2 separate regions of the Mus musculus genome follow, and region 2 is linked to region 1. Evidence: chromatin contacts called from public HiChIP or PLAC-seq data. All regions are on one chromosome and are shown on one strand. Each heading gives the region's core, a stretch centred on a gene start, on an enhancer-like site or on the middle of the called end of the contact. The rest is flanking DNA. Distances are from core to core; before and after follow the strand shown. Region 1 holds the start of Ccdc117 (coiled-coil domain containing 117). Region 2 holds the start of Tmed4 (transmembrane p24 trafficking protein 4).

The links. HiChIP or PLAC-seq counts read pairs in DNA pulled down with a chosen protein or histone mark.
Region 2: an H3K27ac HiChIP or PLAC-seq map of microglia shows a contact between it and region 1, with 5 times the contacts expected there. The contact joins the promoter of Tmed4 here to the promoter of Ccdc117 in region 1. A contact is called at or near these places in 1 of 39 promoter capture datasets (liver) and 4 of 115 datasets of contacts at active chromatin or transcription factors (bone marrow-derived macrophages, double positive thymocytes, extraembryonic endoderm stem cells and 1 more).

The regions. Positions count from the first base shown.
Region 1 is chr11:5,538,434-5,544,895 of GRCm38.p6, reverse strand. It overlaps Ccdc117 (coiled-coil domain containing 117), which reads left to right and starts at 2,679. Exons shown (of 5, transcript NM_134033.2): 1 at 2,679-3,019; 2 at 3,473-3,523. The coding sequence starts at 2,838.
Region 2 is chr11:6,272,507-6,278,200 of GRCm38.p6, reverse strand. Tmed4 (transmembrane p24 trafficking protein 4) reads left to right here and starts at 3,364. Exons shown (of 5, transcript NM_134020.1): 1 at 3,364-3,527; 2 at 3,703-3,803; 3 at 3,968-4,093; 4 at 4,314-4,460. The coding sequence starts at 3,368.

The sequences.
Region 1 (6,462 bases), core at 1,430-3,929:
TTGTTGATCCCAGCTGTTAACAATGAATTCTGTCCCAGGTGGTTCCTGTTAGACCTTCTGTGTTTGCATTCCTCTGTTTTATGTAAGAATCCAGTAACCTCTTTGTACCTTGCTGGTGTGTCACCCAATTTCCCTATTTTCTTCTGTATAAAAAGTTTGATGCTCGATTTGACAAATTACATTCAGATTCTACACAACCTCTCCTGTGTGCATCTGTCTGTCATCCCATCCAACGCTTTGCCCACCTGTGACTAGAGACCCGTTCCATGCAGACAAAGGGGCCCAGAGGGTCTGCGGCATCCTACTACCTCTGATAGGTGGGTGGTGGGCAACAAAGGTTAAAGTGTTTAAAAACCATCATTAAAAATAAGGTTTGAAAAAATTAAAGTTACACATAGGTCTTGGGTATGGACCTGGCCAGTATCCAAGTTCCTGAACACTATTTAATAAAGGCTGCTTCAAATTTGGCTCAAAAATTGTGGTAGTAGTCTTAGAGCAGGGAAGTTGGTGTATGGGCAATTCTCCATTCTTTGGCTGAGGTGGAAGGTCCTGGTAGTGTCACGTGATACAGACTCACACCGTATTTTGCCGAGGCAAGACCAGTGGGAGGACACGTGATGTTTGGAGAGTATGGATAGGACTCAACGCACAGTGACTGTATGGTTGGCCACTGCATAAAGCATTTCTTCGCCCCTAAAACTTAGCTCTCAGACGTTGTTTTTTTTTTGGGCGATGGACTTCTGGACCCGAGTTAGATAATGATACTATTAGGGCAGCCCCAGAGTTGTCCTGAAGAATTCTGCAGGTGGTCCTCAAACAACATTATTCTGTTACCTCAAATTCAAGATGAAAGCAAGCCACTTGATAATTGTGTCAGGACACAGACATGTAGAAGGGATAGTCATGTCTCATTTCCTATCTTGTACCTTCCCCAAACTGGTAACTTCCTAGCATGTAGCAGCCACAACGTGTGGTAGGACAGTAGAAATAGTTTCCTAAATTAGTCCTCATATCCTATCTCATGCCTTCACTGGTCTGCTAAGAGAATCCTTTCTAAGCTCAGAGACTTCTACTAAAGTAGATAAAAAGAGGAAATTTCCTATGTGTCTCGAATTATTTGAGTCACAGAATTATCCTAAATTCCTAACAATTCATTCCAGTCAAAGGTGCTGTTTTGTTCGTTTTGGAGATAGGGTCTCACACATCCATTTCATGTCCTTCTTAGCTGAGGCTGCCCTTCCATTTTTAAAATCCTCCTGCCTCAACCTTCCAAATGCTGGGATTACAGGTTTATGCCACCCGACCTGCTCATACAAAGTTGCCTTTATGAACTTTACTTCCTCCAAATCATTTATCACTAACTCAACTCCCCCAGGCTAAGACACTAACTCACTTCCTTAAGTCCACTCTAGTTCAGTTACTGGTGTGTCCTTGATAAATCTTTGGCTAAATGGCATTGACAATGGTATAAGCCACTCAGTGATGAGTGATGGGATCATTCTTTAAGGCAGAAAAAAATGGGGGATGATCAGTGGTAGGACTGACCAATCAATCCTCCACTCCATTGGTCCAACCTAAGCAGGGGACATTATTAACCATCTTTGGATATACAAGGCTGAACTTCTGCTTTTCCCCTCCAATTGCTCTCCCAATCTCTGGGGGTTTTAGTAATTGTCCATGGGATCCAATACATCAAAAATTTCATTTATGATAAAACACAGAAACAATTGAAAGATAGCATTACAAGTACACACATGTAGAGTTTTCTAAGCCTTGACATCCTGTTTTGTTGTTAAGGCTGAACTCAACCATTCTCTTGCTTCAACCTCCCTATAGCTGGGATTGACTGGAAGTATGTGCCACACATCCACCTGCTTCATGTATAAATATTGTGGTGGAGTACATGCACCCTACCACTCAGCTGCACTTCCCTCTCGGAGTTTTATTAGCTTTTAATTTTCTATTTGTTATTGTTATATGTGTGCATGAGAGTGCATGTGTAACCAGGGAACAAAACCAAGCCAGTCCCCACCCCCACCCCACGAAAGGAAGTTCAAGAACAAGTTTCTAGAGTTGGTTTTCCTTTCACCATAGATTCTAGAATAATAACTCCAGCTGTCAGGTCCCACTCCTAGGCATTTTTTTTTTTTATATTTTGTTTCGTAACAGTGGCTGGCCTGGAAGTCACTATGTAGACCAGACTGACCTAGAATTCAGAGATTTTCCCTCCTCTGCCCAGAAAGTGCTGGTATTAAATGTGTGCACCACTATGCCCAGCCCCACCTCTAGATTTTTAATTCATTCACTACTCACTTCAACTCTGAAAACATTTTTTCTTATCCTGTTTACTACAGAAGAAACAGAAACGTGTAACTTTTTATTTTGGACTGGGTCCCACGTAGACTAGGCTAGCCTAGACCATGCTACTTAGTCAAAGTCTGGCTTTGAATGTGTCTGATTATCCTGCCTCCACCTGATAAGAGCTGGGAATCCACCACGCCCAGCTCAAACGTTCTGTATAGGGATTGGGTGTCTGTCATTCTGGCCGGGTGAGGGCGACCTGACCTCCTGCAATTCGTCCGGTACACCCCCGGCCATCTTGCCTGTAGTCCTTAAGGACCACAACTCCCGGCATGCCTCACGACAGCGGCCCTCTATACACAACAAATCCCGACGTGTCTCTGGGCGGTCCGGAGTGGAGGGTTCTAGAAGGCGTGAGGTTGGGGGGCCGAAGAGGGCTCAGAGGCAGGTAATCGTGGGTAGCGTTGGTGGCGGCCACTGCGGAGTCTGGGAAAACGAACGACTGGGGTCGCGGACGCAGCCTCGTCTGGAAAGCCATGGCAGCCCTCGGCCGGCCCTTCAGCGGCCTCCCTCTGAGCGGCAGCGCGGACTTCCTGCAGCCGCCACCGGCCTTCGCGGGCCGGGCCTTCCCGCCAGGAGCCGCCGGCCATGACCTGGCCCCGCGGCCCGGTGTCCGCGGCGCGCCGAGCAGCCCGGGCGGGAGAACAGCGCGCGGACGGTGAGCAGGCGGGGCGGGCCCGTTAACCTCTCGGGACGTTAACCGTGAGTCCCGGGGCGCAGGGCGGGCGACCCTCGAGGGTTCTTCGGCCTGGACGCTTCCCTCCACACGCGCGGCCGCCGGCTGCCGGCCGGGACAACTTTGAATGCCTCTGGGACACTTGGGTCCCTCATCGGCAATGTTGGGGGCAGAAATGGGTTTGGAGCGAGTGCTCAACTGTCACTGCCCCGACAGAAGTGACAACTTCAGATTTTCTTGTCTGAGGTTATTTTATTCGGAGCCCCTGGCAAATCGTGATCACCTGGGACCTGTGTGGGTCTATCACGGCCAAGGAAGGAATGTTCAATTTGTGGCGGGAGATCCGGATGAGTGAGGCGACAAATACATGGTGCAGAAACGTTACATTTACGTTCCAGTCGTGAGTGACTGGTTTGTTTTTGTTTGTTCCAACAGTGTTTCCATTCACTGTAGAAAGAAACACAAGCGGTTGGCGGAGGATGATGAGTAAGTATCCAGACCAATTTGTCCTCTTTGTGGTCGCGGTTAGTTTAACACGTGTATCCTATTTGAAGTGAAAACGGTGAAGCACATGTATCTCTTTAAACTGCTGACATTGTTTGCCTTTTAGGGGCAGAAACTGAGTGGCGGGCAGGTAGAGGAAAATGCGCATGCATTTTAAACTGTCATTTCAGACACAAAAGTATTAAACCAAAACAAAAAGAAAATCCTAGGCTCTGTATTGGAAGGGTTGGTGTTCTCCGCGGAGGTAGTAACCATGTAACCTGTTCTCTTTCTCCTTAGGAAGAGTCCAGAAACTTACAAATTTTGTAGCCAGATACCTGGTCACTCTGCAATGCTTTGGAGTAGCTTATTCCAAATGAGTATATACAAGGTCTACCTGTTGGTTTTTGTTAAGATCGCCTGTCTGTGGAGCCGTGTCTAACCAGGGCTGTCCTCAAACTTATTAGATCTGTTTGCCTCTGCATGTTCAGATTATAAAGGCCCACATGCTACCAGGCCTCAATACCTGCCTTTTCTTTTTTTTCTTGACCATTACTATTATACAAATTCCAGATGAGTATGTGGAAGTTAGAGGACAGCATTTGGAAATTGGCTCTCTCCCACCATGTGGGTTCCAGGATCAGATTCAAGTTGTCAGTTTAGGGGCAAGTGTCCTTACTCATTGAATCGTCTTGCTTTCCTGCTTTTCCTGTGCTAAGGGTCACCTAGGGTGATCACGCTAGGCAGTTACAACCCCATTCACTTGTCCCAGGCCCTGTCCTGGATAGTCTGTCTGATCCTACCTCCACCCGACCCTGGTAGAAGCTAAATCCTTTTCTGACAATGACGACTTAATCCAGTAATCCCAACTGAGAAGGAGAATTTGGGGCTAGCTCTCAAAGCACAAACCAAACAAGAGCTAGTGAGGAAGGTGGAGGCAGGAGGATGAGACCTTGAAGGTCTTCCCTCTGAAACAGTGACTTGTGACCAGCTTGGGACTCATGAGATCCTGTCTTAAAAAGGGGGGGGGGAAGAAGGAACTAAAAATGAATTTTTAAAAATGAATTTTGAGCCGGGTGTGGTGGCGCATGCCTTTAATCCCAGCACTCGGGAGGCAGAGGCAGGCGGATTTCTGAGTTCGAGGCCAGCCTGGTCTACAGAGTGAGTTCCAGGACAGCCAAGGCTACACAGAGAAACCCTGTCTTGAAAAAAACAAAAAAAAAAAAAAAAAAAAATGAATTTTGATACTTAGACACATTAAAAAATTTTTAAAAATTAAAAAAAAAAAAAAAACCAGAAGGTGGTGGCCTGTGCCTTTAGTCCCAGAACTTGAGGCCAAGTTAGGCAGAGCTTAAAGTTAAAGGACAGTCAAGGCTACTGAGAGAAGCCCTGCCTCAGGGGAGAAGCGAGAGTTGAAAATTTCCTTATTTTTTTGTGAATGAGGGGTAAGGGAGGCAGAAGTAGCCCCATCTTGGATGTTATTGATATCATCCACCTCACCTTCTGTTTGGTTGGCTTTTGGTTTGTTGTTTTGTGGTTTGTTTTGTTTTGTTTTTTTTTTTTTCAAGGGTGGCCTTGGACTTAGAGATCAGAGATCAGCCCGCCTCTTGCCTCCGAAGTACACCACCACTTTTTGTTTGTTTGTTTGTTTTTTGTTTTTGAGGCAAAGGCTCACTATGTTGTTCTGGAATGTACTAGGTAGAACAAGCTAGCTTTGGCCACTTATCTATGCTAACTAAGTGCTGGGATTAAAGTGCCTGCAGTCCCAGCTTTGCTGCAGTTTTTGTTTTGTTTTTGTTCTGTGTGTGTGTGAGATGCATTTATAAGTGGAAGCCAAAGGTTGGCATCAGGTATCTTCCTCAATTACTTGAAATGTTCTATTTTGAGGCAGAGTAGCTCACTCAGACCCAGAACCTGCCTTTGGCTTGCCCTGTGAATCCCATCCCTACTTCCTGAGCCCTTTGATTACAGGTGGGTTCCATGCCTACCTGTCATTTACATACATCTCTGGTCTTCATGCTGCCACAGCATGTATGGGACTTTTCCCATTGAGCCAACTCCATGGCCCCCACCTAGTTTTTGTATGGTTAGGGCTCAGACAGAGCTAGGGATTTTCCTGCCTCTGCTCTCTGGTGCTAGTGTTACAAGTCACTATGCTTTGCTTTCTTTAATGTTGGTTCTGAGGATTGAACCCGGGTCCTCATGTACATGGCAGCGCCCTTCCCACTGAGCTGTCTGCCCCAGTCCAAAAAGTTGCCTTAGATCAACTTAGCCCTTAGCCCACAAACCCCTACATCAGGGGATTTGTTGCCTTGGGATTGCTATAGATAACTCAAGAACTTTTTTTTGTCTTCTATAGTGCTATAGGTAATTGAATTACTGATACCAGTGTTTGCTTAAGGTGTAGAAACTATGCTAGGTACAGTTGCAAAGGTCTTTAATTCCAGTGCTCAGGGGGCAGAGGCAGGTGGATCGCTTCAAGGACAGCCAGGGCTATACAATGAAATCCTGTCTGGGGGTAGGGGATGTAGGAACTTGATTTAATTCATACATTTATTTCTAGCACTTTGGAGACGGAGGCAGGTGGATCTCTGAGTTCAGCCTGGTCTACAGAGCAAATTCTAGAACAGCCAGGCTTACACAGAGAAACCCTGTCTCAAAAAAATTAGCTGCCTTTGATTTGTGGATGGAGAAAGATATCAGCCTTGAAAAGTGGGTATGTTGCAGGATATTTGCACTTTGTGGGCCACAAGATTGTGTGAACTAGAACAACCTTGTGTATGGCTCAGCCCTAGCGCACAACTAAAGTCAATCCTAGGTCAAGAGGCAGAGCAAGCAAGCAGCTGACAGGGAGTGAACCTAAGTGAACAGAGTGGGGGTCTTTAAGACAGTGTGGAGAGAGAAAGCTTCCTTCAGAACAGTCAGTAAATTAGGAAGACCCA
Region 2 (5,694 bases), core at 2,115-4,614, 730 kb before region 1:
ATTGTCGATTATTAGGATGGCTCAGCAGTTGAGGGCATTAGCTGCTCTTCCAAAGGAATGAGGAGGTTAGAAGACAACTTTTGGAAGTTGGTTCTCTTCAGCACTGATTCTGGGAATAGAACCTAGGCTATCAGGCTTATCTGGTAGCCATCTTGCTAGCTTTACTTGATAGTAGGGTTTGTTTGTTGTCGTTGTTTTTTTTTTTTTGTTATTTTTTTTTTTAATTTGACAGGGTCTATGCAGCCCTGGTTATCCTGGAACTAGTTATGTAGACCAGGCTGACTTCAAACTCACAGAACTCTGCCTGCTTCTGTCCACTAAGTACTAGAATCCATTGTATGTGACACCATAGCCAGCCTACGTGATTGCTTTTAACGTTGGCTACACTGTGTTTTACATAATGTAAAATGCTGTTCATTCCAGCAGATAAAGGCTGAGTTAGATACTTATATGTAAAAGTCAGAAGATTTGGGACTGGAGAGATGACTCAGCAGTTAAGAACACTGACCACTCTTCCGAAGGTCCTGAGTTCAAATCCCAGCAACCACATGGTGGCTCACAACCATCCATAATGAGATCTGATGCCCTCTTCTGGGGTGTCTGAAGACAGCTACAATGTACTTACATATAATAATAAATAAATAAATCTTTAAAAAATACAGTGTACTTACATATAATAAATAAATAAATAAATCTTTAAAAAAAGTCAGAGGGTTGAATTGACATAAGTCAATTCAAACCAGTAGGGTTTTTTGTTTTTTTTTTTGGTTTTTTTCGAGACAGGGTTTCTCTGTGTAGCCCTGGCTGTCCTGGAACTCACTTTGTAGACCAGGCTGGCCTTGAACTCAGAAATCTGCCTGCCTCTGCCTCCTGAGTGCTGAGATTAAAGGCGTGTGCCACCATGCCTGGTTAAACCAGTAGCTTTTTTGTTTTGTTTTTGTCTTTGAGACAGAGTCTCTATGTAAAACTGATATTGTGTAAACCTGTGTACTTTGGGCTGTAACTTGCCAGAGTCACTTCAGTTTATGTCTGTAAATGTTTGGCTCCTTCTTGAATGTAACTGCAGAACTATGATGATTCTGTACCTCACTGTGCACATAAACACTACCACCTGCTTTGTGCCACCGTGAAACATGGGCCAATAGACACTTATTCCTAAAGTACTATCTATAAACTTACTAAAGTCGATTGGGATCAGATGAATGTACTGGTACGTTAAAACAGTATCAGACACGGCCTTAGCGCCAACTTCCTTGAAACTTCTGGGTCATGAGAACAAAGTAGCAGAAGAAGCTAATGTGCAGGCTGAAGCGCGAGAGAAGAAAGATGAAGCAGAGGTCCAAGTGCAGCCATGAAGCCTGTAAGAGCAGATGCAAAGGATGCTGAAGGCCAGGACACTGCACACGTTGTTGGACTGTCGATAATAAATCTCAGTGGCCCTTGAAAGTCACCTCACCAAGATCACCTGGGAAACTGACTTCCTTTCTTACATCCCAAACAGTCCTGCTGGCCCTCTGCCCTGGACCTTTGGCATTCTGGACTAGTTCTATTCTCACGTGTGACCAAACAAACAGTATCAGAAACCAAGGCCTGAGAACTTACCAAATGTGTCACACTGAGCCAGGGTCCAACATCCTTACCTTAAGCCCACATAGAGGAGCACTCCTAGCCTGGCAGTGAGCAATCCCAGCACTTGGGAGGCAGAGGCAGGCAGATATCCATGAGTTTGAGGCCAGCCTGGTCTACAGAGCAAGCTCCAAGCTAGCCAGGGATACAGAGAAAAATCCCCACTCCCCCAAAACAAACAAAAAACAAAACAAAAAGAAAAAAGAAAAAGAAAAAAGGAGCAGTCCTCACACTGCCATGGCAACTGCCCTACTGACCTGCTTTCTTATTATGGGAGTGTGTTTCAGGGATTGGCAAGACAAGGCCCTCCTGAACATCCCCCAGCATTCAGCTCAGCTGGGTCTCTGCTGCTATTCATTTCCTTGGTTCATTTGGACCTAGTCCTGAACTTCGTATTCATGGTCCTGTGATCCTGCATTTCAGTTCTGCTTCTGCTTGGTTCAACTCTATGTCTCTCAGCTCTGAAATCTTCAACAACAGCTCTGTGATTAGTTCAGTTAATCTAACAGAACTACCACAGTGCCTATTGGCTCTATGCCTCTGCCTCCCATTAAGACCTCTTTGAACTCCTTGAACTATGTTGCATCCTTTTAAACCTTTTTGTAAGGCTTCTCTAACACACACACACACACACACACACACACACACACACACACACACACACAGTCCTAGCTTGCTTTCTGTTGCTCTGATAAACACCACGACCAAAAGCAGAATGGGAGGAAAGCGTTTATTGGTTTCTGGGTTACAATCCATACCGAAAGAAGCCAGGGCAGGAACCCGTGGCAGGAATGTGGAGGCAGAAACTGAAGCAGCAGCTATGGAGAAGTGCTGCCTACTGGCTTGCCTCTGGCTTGCCTCTGGCTTTCTCAGCTACTTTTACTATACGACCCAGGACCATCTGCCCAGGGATGCTACCACCCATAGTGGGTTAGGCCCTCTATCAACTAACAACCAAGAAAATGCCCCATAGACAAGCTCACAAGCTAGTCCAATGGAGGCCAGTCCTCAGTTGAGGTTCCCTCTTCCCTGTTGTGTCAAGTTGACAGTCAATGCTAGGTCATACACATAGACATAATCACTATATGATATATAATGTATGACTTGATAGTAATTAAAACTGGATAAAAGAACCTGTTTCAGTTGGCGGTAGCTCAGTTGGTAGAGTGCTTGGCCAGCTTGCAAGAAGCTCCATCCTCAGCACCCAGCAGCGTCAGGTGTGATAATACACTGCTCAGGAGGCTGTGTAAACTAAGCTATCTTTGAATTTATTGTGACTCAATAAGTCCTGCAGTTGTGAAATGACACAATGTGTTCTCTTCTGTAGGGTGCTCAAAAGAAAGGTTTATTTTACTTCAGGTGCTGGGGACCAGAAGAACTCACGCTGTTCAGGTTAACCATCTCAAGTCGCCTAGCACCCTTCCCCGAAAAGTACGCTTGCTTCTCCTTACACAGAGCACAGGCGCAGAGAGGTGCCTAACAAGGGCAATCAAGCCTAAAGACAAGGGACAGAAGCCCTGGGCAGCTTCATTGGGCCGGCCTTTTCTCTCTGTAAGGCTAGTTTACGCTAGGGGACGCTCGGGCGCAGAACAATGCAAGCTTGGGGTCGGGTGTACAGCGGACCGGGTTTCGAAAGGGAGCTGAGGGACTGCGACACTGCGCAGGCGCATGTTCCGTTTCCAAGCGGGTGCGCAAACGCTGAGCAGTGCGCAAGTGTGCGCATGTGCAAGGTTGAGGCGCAATGGCAGGTGTTGGGGTCGGACCGCTGCAGGGGATGGTGCGATTTGGGCTGCTGGTGCTTACTGTGTGTGCTGCGTGTGCCCGTGGGCTCTATTTCCACATCGGCGAGACTGAGAAGCGCTGCTTCATCGAGGAAATACCCGACGAGACCATGGTCATCGGTCAGGGGGCTGAGGGTGGAGAGGCCCTTTGTTTTCAGCTGGCCCTTGGAAGCACCCCTCCTTCCCTGTCAGCTCGACCCCATCCCGAGGGTGCCTTGAGGGCACCAGCTCCCCTGCACAGTGCCCTGGGGCCACCTCCTGGGGGCTAGGTTGTGACTGTGTGTCTACTCTGCAGGCAACTATCGAACTCAGATGTGGGACAAACAGAAAGAGGTGTTCCTGCCGTCGACCCCCGGCCTGGGCATGCATGTAGAGGTGAAGGACCCGGACGGCAAGGTAAACCCCCACCACCTCGCTAAAAAGGTTCTAGCTGGCGCCAGCTGTCCGTTAATGTCTTTATGGGATGGAAAATACCGCCGTGGTCCTGAGAAAGTCCCCAGGTACCAGGTCCCGCATTTTAAGAGATCGTTGTAAAATTGGGGCTTGATGCGTGTTTGCAGGTTGTACTGTCCCGGCAATACGGCTCCGAGGGCCGTTTCACGTTCACATCCCACACACCCGGTGACCATCAGATTTGTCTTCACTCCAACTCCACCAGAATGGCTCTCTTCGCTGGAGGCAAACTGGTAAGAGGCTCATCAGCCTTAGAGTTTCTCACTTGATACCAAGGTTGATTTCTTGCTGTCTTTTCTTTTTTCTTTTAACTTTGCCTTTCTGGGGGCAGCAAGTGGGTACAGTTAGAACTGGATGTCCTTCTTCCTCATTCAGCCAGAGACAAGAATCAGACTCCATAGCGGTAACAGACGGTGGGTGGCACCCCCGTCATTTCGTCCTGTTTCCTTGTAGCGTGTACACTTGGACATCCAGGTTGGAGAGCATGCCAACAACTACCCCGAGATCGCTGCTAAGGATAAGTTAACAGAGCTCCAGCTTCGAGCTCGCCAGTTGCTTGACCAGGTGGAACAGATCCAGAAGGAGCAGGATTATCAGAGGGTAAGGGACTTGAACTTGGAGGCTGTACTTGACCTTTAAACCCACTGTGCAACGTGGCTGCTGGGGACTTCTCTACTCGGGAATGTGGGAGTTACCAGTCAGTCTACATAGGTGAGGTTTGGGTTTGCTTTTCTTTCCTCGATTTCTGTATATGTCTACAGTGGCAGGGTTGGACGTTAGGCAAGCTCTCTACCATTGAGCCACACCTCCAGTCATGTGTGTGTGTCTGTATTATATATCCGTATATAAAATGTATTATATTTATTTTAATGACTATATTATATATAAATACATATATGTGTATATAAGTTCTAAAAGCTTACATCACTCACTATTTCTAGGTGGTCTTCCATCCAAGTATGAACCAGGCCTGGCTCTGCTTAGCTTCTGAGATCAGATCTCAGGTGTTCAGGATGGTGTGGCTGTAGACCATTTAATATTTTTTTCTGTTTGTTTGTTATGAAATACATATAAAACCTAACATTTTAACTATGTGTAAGCGTACAGAGCTGTGGCATTACGTAGATTCATGTCCCGTTGCCCCCATCCCTGCTGTCTATCTGCATCACTTTCACCTTCCCAGCAACCCTGACCACATTGAGCTCTCCTCTTCCCTAGCTGAGGTTTGGATGTTTCCTCTGTGATCCTGATTATCAGTAAACACCAGCTCCCCCTTTCCCATGTTCTGCTGCAGTTCTACTTTTTGCTTATGGTCTTGGTCTTTTTTTGTTTGTTTGTTTTGTTTTTTTCGAGACAGGGTTTCTCTGTATAGCCCTGGCTGTCCTGGAACTCACTCTGTAGACCAGGCTGGCCTCGAACTCAGAAATCCGCCTGCCTCTGCCTCCCGAGTGCTGGGATTAAAAGCGTGTGCCACCACACCCAGCTTGCCTATGGTCTTGATCACTAACTCAGCTGCGTGGAATCCTTTTGTGTCTATCTTAGTTCATTTAGCACAATGTGCCCAGGGTTTATCTGCCTTGTAGTTTGTCAGAACTCCTGTTTTTTATATTTATTTATTTTCGCAGTGCTAGAAATTGAACCTAGGTCATCACACGTGCTAGATAAGGGCTCTGAACCCCATCATGCCCTACCCTTTAAATATTTGTCTTCTTATCGAGGATGTGTATCTGTGTTTGGATTTGTGTGTGTGTGTGTGTGTGTGTGTGTGTTTGGATTTGTGTGTGTGTGTGTGTGTATCTGTGTTTGGATTTGTGTGTGTGTGTGTGTGTGTGTG